2 separate regions of the Mus musculus genome follow, and region 1 is linked to region 2. A link is a contact called in public promoter capture Hi-C data. All regions are on one chromosome and are shown on one strand. The core of a region is the stretch at or near the end of the contact, and the rest is flanking DNA. Distances in the headings are between cores, read along the strand shown.

Evidence for each region. Promoter capture Hi-C pulls out the DNA fragments that hold promoters and counts their contacts.
Region 1: a contact with region 2 is called in a promoter capture Hi-C map of liver, with 2.9 times the contacts expected there. The contact joins the promoter of Tnni3 here to the promoter of Tarm1 in region 2. A contact is called at or near these places in 5 of 39 promoter capture datasets (the 3T3-L1 cell line, the HPC-7 cell line, HPC-7-derived erythroid cells and 3 more), 1 of 115 datasets of contacts at active chromatin or transcription factors (embryonic stem cells) and 2 of 9 other capture datasets (adipose tissue and embryonic stem cells).

The regions. Positions count from the first base shown.
Region 1 is chr7:4,520,711-4,524,455 of GRCm38.p6, forward strand. It overlaps Tnni3 (troponin I, cardiac 3), which reads right to left and starts at 1,818. Exons shown (of 8, transcript NM_009406.4): 1 at 1,595-1,818; 2 at 1,360-1,372; 3 at 1,106-1,192; 4 at 635-676; 5 at 253-384. The coding sequence starts at 1,605. Dnaaf3 (dynein, axonemal assembly factor 3) reads right to left here. Exons shown (of 12, transcript NM_001033548.3): 10 at 3,434-3,545; 11 at 3,228-3,302; 12 at 2,223-3,149. The coding sequence ends at 2,606.
Region 2 is chr7:3,500,433-3,504,435 of GRCm38.p6, forward strand. It overlaps Tarm1 (T cell-interacting, activating receptor on myeloid cells 1), which reads right to left and starts at 2,192. Exons shown (of 6, transcript NM_177363.4): 1 at 2,000-2,192. The coding sequence starts at 2,033.

The DNA of each region.
Region 1 (3,745 bases), core at 568-3,067, 1.0 Mb after region 2:
AATCTGCACTCCAGGGAACTTAAAGAAATATGGCCGGGAACTAAGAATTCTGAGACCTGGCAGATAGAGGCTGGAGAAATACACTGGGTTTTGAAGCTGTAGGGCTGAACGTATTGCTTGGCATAAGGATTGCAGATCCTGAGCAGAACTTGAGATGGTGCTTATGCTCCTGATACCCAAGGGATGCCAGGCCAGAGATGAGGAACCTCGGGTCCCAGGCTTATCCGGAATCCTTGCTTTGTAAACTGGTACCTGAAGCTCTTCAAAGCCCAGCCCATCCAACTCCAAAGGCTGGCAACGAGTCCTCAGAACGCGCCCCTTCTCTCCACGTCGCTCTTCTGCCTCTCGTTCCATCTCCTGCTTCGCAATCTGCAGCATCAGAGTCTGCGGAATGGTTGGAGCAGACAACAGAGTCCCAAAAAGTATAAGAATAACAAATTTCCCTCCATCCTCCAGAGAGACAGAATATCCGAACATCCAAGTTTGTGTCTTTTATTCAAAACCTGCCTCGTTTCTGCCCGCGCGCACGTGGGGGGGGGGGGCGGGGGAGGCGGGGACTGACACACTCCGGAAGCGAAACCACTCCCCCAAAGCTCCGCCCACCCAAGCCCACCCACTGCGACCTCATCATCACCTTCAACTGAAGTTTTCTGGAGGCGGAGATCTTAGACTTTTTCTGCCAAGGTGATATGGAGAAAGGTCAGTGTGAGGTCCCAAAGTGGACACTGGGTGGAGCTGCAAGGCATCACGACCCACTCGAGTGCATACCCATTCGGGTCAGACATTCTTCAACCAGAACGCGGAGTCCACTGGAAGCCACGCTCCTCGGTCCCATCTACCAATCTTTGTCTCCGACTAGAGCTACGCACTGCCTATCTATTCACTGCTAACCACTACGCTCACGCCTAAACCTTGCTGTAGGCAAGTTCCCCCCAACCACAGGCCGCTGTCACCAAGCCCAACCTGAACCTTTCTGAAATTCTGCCCCACCCATAGGGCTCTGCCCATCACCCTACCACCCCTTTCCAGGGCCTTGGTCCTGCCCCCTTCTGGGTCTCAGAGGATTCTTGAACCCAGAAGCCCATCCTCTTGGACCCCGCCCCACCTTGGCGTGTGGCTCGGTGGCATAGGCTCGGTAGTTGGCAGAGGAGCGGCGTCGGACAGGAGCAGGCGCAGGCTGCGGTTCCCCAGCCTGGAATTGAAGCAGGCTACATCACTACCCAAACCCTCCCATCCAGCCCTTCCTGGATACCTCACCTCTAGCGGCAGGTTCCCCTGCCCACTGGTCCCCAGTCCTCTCCCTGCAGCACCCACTCTGGACCGAAGGTTCCCTACCCCACTTCTTAGCTCACAGCTCACCGCATCGCTGCTCCTGAAGAGAGAGAAACCGTGAAGAGGAAATCACTGATGGTGGTCCCCTGACTCTTGAACCCCAGGAGTCTGATTCCCAAATTCTTACCTCATTTCTACAGAAATCCAACCACCCTTGCCTCCTACTCTCTCAGGACAAGTATCCAACCTGGTTGCACCCTCAAGACCCACCGCACCTCTCCCTGTTGAGGTCTCCACCCCAAGGCTACGAAGATTCACATACTCATCAGCCATGATGATCTCCAGAGGCAGAGAACAGGATCGGAGATTCCTGGAGGGTCCTGGAAGGGTGTCCCTGGTGACCTTGGAGGTCTCTAGAGGTTGGGTTTCCTCTGGGCTGCTCAAGCCTCACTGAGGACACTGAGATAAGGGGCGAGGACAAAGACTAAATATACTGCTGTCTCCTCCCCTGCCCAGGATAAGCGATAACAGGGTGTGAGGGGAGCCGTGTGCAAAGCTCCAGTTGGGTCAACCAAGGTGCCCAGGATCTACACCCCTCCTCCTTTGACTCTAGCGCCCCAGCTCCCTCCTCCCTCAAACTTAGGAAAACCCGGAGCAAGGTCCCTCTTCTCTCAAATCCAAGAGTCTAGACTTCAGCTTCCCATGTTCATACCCAGAAATCCATGCCGGCCTTCTGTCCTCACACCTAGGTCCCTCACTGAACTGCAGTCTTTCTGGGACCTAGTGTGTCCTTTCTCTCCCCCACGTTTCTGTCGGTTTCAGTGGCCCTGGCATGTTTAGTTTGAAGGATCTTATCCTTCACTCCTGTGAAATTCAGCCAAGCCCACTTGCAAACCCACAATCGGGACCCATCCCTGCTGCTCCCACCCTTCTTGGCACTGGAGACCGACTGAGGACAGGACACACAGAGGTGACCCTGCGCTTTTTATTTGAATCACATTCAAGGAAGGCTATGCCCTTGTCCTTCCCAAAAGCAGCATGTCAAGAAAGGCCCAAGACAAAAGAGAGGATCTGGAGCCCAGGGTTGTCCCTTCAGCCTTCGATCCTTGTCAGGATAAGTCTCAGATAACAGTCTAGGACCCATCCCCCACCCTCACCCCTACCCCCCAAATAGTACAACCGAGAGTTCCAGGAAAGGAATTTGAAGTTCTAGTCATATCCCTGGGGTTGAGAAGGAACGCAGAGTAAAACCGCATGCAGGTGGGCTGAGCTGGTGATGTCAATCCCTGGGCCTGCTTCAGCAGTTAAAGGTGGGCTACGTGGTCCCTGGGGTTCATGTTACATGTTTTGGAGGTGCATTCACCCAGGACGTTGCCATAGCTTCCTGGAGTGGGCTTATCACTTCCGGAGGAGAGGCCAGGTCGGCTTGGGGAAGGCTGATTGCTTCTACAGGCAGGACTAGCTTAGCCTGGGGTGGGCTCATCGCCTCTAGAGGTGGGATCTGGTCAGCTTTGGATGGGCTCAACGCTTCTAGAGGAGGGGCCTGGTTGGCCTGGGGTGGACACATTGTCTCTAGAGGTGGGGCCAGGTCAGCCAGGGGTGGGCTCATCGCCTCTAGAGAGGGGGCCTGGTTAGCCTGGGGCGGACTTATCGATTCTGGGAGAGGGGCGCGGGTAGATTCCACTTTGGAGGGCGCGGGTCCAGATTCCACAGCTGAGTCTCCGCCACCCGGAGTGGAGTCCCCTAACTTGTAGAACCTCGCAAAAGTCTCCGAGGGTTTGGTTGCAGTGTGAGGGGCGAACCCAGCCACCCGCGCTATCTCTACAACGCGGTCAGAGAACGCCTTCAACTCCTTGGGCCGCAGGTCCACCAAGTACCTATGTTGGGAAACTGTGTGTGAGGAGACCTGGCTTTTGGCCCAGCTGTGACCTTCCCACCCCACTCCTCTGGCTCACCGAGCTAATTCCACAACCAGGTTCCCTCCGGGGGCCACGCAAGCCCCGAGCTCAGGGCTGAGAAGATGGACCATCCTAAGGAGAGAAAGGACTAGGAGCTGAGATACACAGGTGGGGACGGAGGTCCAGAGCAGGATGGAGACTGCAAAGCTTAAGTTCCGGCTTCTGACAACGAATAAACTGGGGCCCAATCCTAGGTCTCTTACCCACAGGACACGTAGAGGAGCTGGAACCGGCCCTGGTAGCAAGTCTTGTGGTGGAGAGTCTGCGAAGAATCGAGAGGCAGAAAGTGGATAGTGAAGGGTTCTTGAGCAGGCACTGAAAGAGAAGGGAAGAAAGAGGTCAGATCTGGGGCTGAAGAACTGGCTCAGTTGCTAAGCGGGTTTGATACTCTTTCAGAGACCCTGAGTTTGCACCCAGAACCCAAGCTTATAACCACCTTTAACTCTAGTTTCTGGGGACATGGTGCCCTCTTGTGGCTTCCGAAGGCACCTACATGTGTGCTTGCGCAGGCGCTC
Region 2 (4,003 bases), core at 942-3,441:
TTTGTTTCAGTTTACAACCCTCAGATCACACTGCTTCACTGAGAGAGGTCAGGGAAGGAACCTGGAGACAGGAGCTGATGCAGAGTCTATGGAGAAGCACTGACTCCTGGCTTGCTTCCCAAGGTTTGCTCAGTCTGCTTTCTTATCCACCACAGGATCACCTGCCCAGGGATGGTACCACCCACAGTGGTCTGAGCCATACCACAGCAGTCATTAATCAAGAAGATGCACACTTACTAAGGTTGAAATGATCCAGAGATTAGTGTAGTCTGTGAAATGACATGCAAATTTGTGAAGCGTACCATAAAAAAGAAAAGAAAATGCCCCCACAGACTTACCAACAAGCAATCTGATGGGGGCATTTTCTCAAATGAGGCTCCTCTTCCCACATAATCCAACAATTGTAAGGTTAACAACAAAATCAAGACAAACTCCAAGTCCCATCAAACATCTCCAAGATGGTCCCACAACAAGGAACCCTGTAAACTCAGCCCTGTTCATAGAACTCTGAGCAACATGGAACCAGTAATACTGTTTGGGTTAGACACACGTGGGTTGAAATTTGGTTTCCTCAAAATCTCTGAAATATTGAGCCGGGTGTGCTGGCGCACGCCTTTAATCCCAGCACTCGGGAGGCAGAGGCAGGTGGATTTCTGAGTTCGAGGCCAGCCTGGTCTATAAAGTGAGTTCCAGGACAGCCAGGGCTATACAGAGGAAACCCTCTCTTGAAAAACCAACCAACCAAACAAACAAACAAATCTCTGAAATATGTTGGAAATCACTTTGGTTTGCAAATTCAGATCAGATTTCTAACCTATAAAAGCAAACTTAATCTTCTTCAGAAGGCTTTTAGGGTTGTTCATTTGTTTTTAAATAGGGAGTGGGTTAGGATGGTCTCACTATTTAGCTCCTGCTGGCCTGGAACTTGCTATGTAGACCAGGCTGACCTCAAACTCACAGAGATCCGCCTGTCTCTGCCTCCTCAGAACTAGGATTAAAGATGTTCTACTGTACATGCTTTGTTTCATTGTTTTACATACAGTCTCATATAACCCAGCTGGGCTCAAATTCACGACGGAACCAGATGACTTTGAACTCCTCCTGACTCCTCCTCTCTAGAGCTGGGATTACACCTTGCTAAGGAAAGTTATTTAATAACATTTGTCATCTATTGTAGTAGTAGTAGTAGTAGTAGTAGTAGTAGTAGTAGTATTTATTTATTTATTTATTTATTTATTTATTTATTTATTTATTAAAAAGAGCTAGACATGGTGGCACAAACCTGTAATCTCAGCATTTGGCAGGACGATCTCTGTAAGTTCAAGACCAGCTTGGTCTACATAGTAAGATCAACCAAGGCTGCATGGTAAGATCTTGTCTCAACAAATTTTAAAAATAAGTAAACAAGAAGGTCTTTCTGATGTTGGTCTCTGTCCTATCTCAATCATAACAAGTTGGCTTCGTATAAAAGAAAATAGCGGGCTGCTGACTCAACCTTGGCTAGCAACAGCACATAGAATTTCTAGTTTTGATTCCTTTACATTATATCTATGCTCTATCTGCTTTGTGTCTGTCTGTGCGTGTGTTGAAGGGAGGGGGGATGTTTATGTAGTCCAGGCATTCCTTAAACTCCCTACTTAGCTAAAGATGATCTTCAAATTTTATTTGCCTCTCTCCATCTACCATGTACCGGAGTTACAGGTTGCATGTCACTATTCTTGATTTATAGTACTGGGAATGGAACTAGGGCTTCACGTACACTTGGTAAGCACTACCAACAAAGCTACAGCCCCAGCCCCTATCTTTTCCCCATCTCTGTCTACTACATGTTGAGCATTTGTTTTGCCCTAACATGTACAGTGAACTCACTGAAATTTCTGGTTTGTCCTATGCACTCAGCACACTGATCTGGTGTAAATTCTGGCTTCAGTCCCCACCCAAGTATCTCACCAGCTTTATGATTTCCTGGAAACTGAGTGTCCCACCCTGAATAACTTACGGAGGCAGAGAAGGGAAAGGAGCCTAGAGATCATGGTGGCTCAGCGGCTGGTCCAAAGGTCTTCAGCAGGTCTACTATCAGCAGAAGAAAGTGGCCAGGACATCAGCATCCCCAAGCTCAGGGAGTAGGCAGGATTGGTTTTGAGATCGCTGCTCAGTTCCTTCCTCACACGTTCACTCGCAGGAAATGTGCTGATGCTATCTGTTGCAACATGTTCCTATAAACCCCTTCAGAGACTTGCCTCACTTGGTCCTCTTCCGTTTCAAATTTCAGGCCTTACACAAGTAATTTTCAAAGGGCCTAACACTGGGCTTGCTGGGTTTATACTGAGCTGAGATTTGTGTAAACTGAGAGTCATATATCATAGTCACTAGACGTTGGCCAATATTCCTTTCCTACTAGAGATGATCTGCCTCTCCTTACTGAGGAAAAGTGACAGAGCCCAGACAGTTTCTCTTTCCATTTTATTTTGCTGGATCTCATGTAGCCCAGGGCAGCCTCAAAATCACCATGTAACTGAAGATGACTATTTATTTATTTATTTATTTATTTATTTATTTATTATATGTAAGTACACTGTAGCTGTCCTCAGACGTACAGAAGAGGGCGTCAGATCTCATTACAGGTGGTTGTGAGCCACCATGTGGTTGCTAGGATTTGAACTCAGGACCTTCGGAAGAGCAGTCAGTGTTCTTACCCACTGAGCTATCTCTCCAGCCCTGAAGATGACCTTGAACTTCTGGTCTTCTTGCTTCTACCTCCTGATGGGATTATGGGTATGTGTCACCACATATGGTTTAGGCAGTGCTGGGAATTGAACCCTGGGCTTTGTGTTTGCTAGACAAGCACTCTACCAACAAAAGCCACAGTCAAAGGTCCCCAAATGCATTTCAAGCTACATGAGTGAACATTAGTCATGATGACATTTGCCTTTAATATTTGTTTTAGTATGAGAGTTTAGTTTAGTGTTTGTTTGGTTTGGTTTGAAACTAGGTCTCAATATATAGTCCAGGGTGGTCTCAAATTTCCCACTGATGAGGATGGTCTTGAACTTCTTATCCTTATGCTTCAATCTGGGTACTGGGGACAGAATTTTTCAGTCAAGGAAGCTGCTGAACACATGAAGATGCTCAGGTCAAGACTAGGCCCATGGCTCAGGAGTATAGTGCTTATCTGGGATGCATGAGTCACTAAGTTTAAACCCCAGTGCCATCACCAAAAACAATCTCAAAAAGAATTATCATGATTATTCATAAAAGATCAAATTGATAAAATGATACAATTATCATTATCCATAAAAGATCAGGGTGGAAGGAGCCCAATGAGGATGATAAATAAATCATAATATAATCATAAAAGTGAATGATCTCAAGCTTCCACAAAAATAAATAAATAAATAAATAAAATACATGTAAGACCATGAAATCTCAGAAGTAACATGGAGTGTGAAAGAACTTGGACACAAAGAATGCATGTGGTCCAACTCTAGCTATCCTGGTCAACTGCAGGCAAAACCCAGTCACAGAAAAATTCAAAATGGATTATCTAAGAAGAAGTAGAAATTGACTATAGAGAGGAGGGCCAAGAACACTTTTAAGAGCGCTAAAATAGTCTAGTTTTTTATCTACACAATGTGTACACCAAGGTGGGAGAAAAAGATCTGATAAATTATAGGCATGGCAGATGATAGATATAGATGAATGGTCGACAGATAGAAAAGAAGATAGGTAGGGAGAGAGAGAGACAGAGACAGAGAGACAGAGAGAGAGATAGGTAGATGATAGATGTAGGTAGAACAGACAGACATATAGGCAGACAGACAATGTCATAGTTTAGATTTGGAATGGCTATTTTCAGCTTAAGAGATCAGGAATCTTCAAAAGATGGGTGGGGCCTTATAAAAGATCTTGAATCTCTAGAAGTATGCCCTTGAAGGAGACAGCAATATCCTAAGCTTTTTCTCTGTTTCCTCTCTTCACAAAAAAAACTGACTTTCCTTCACCA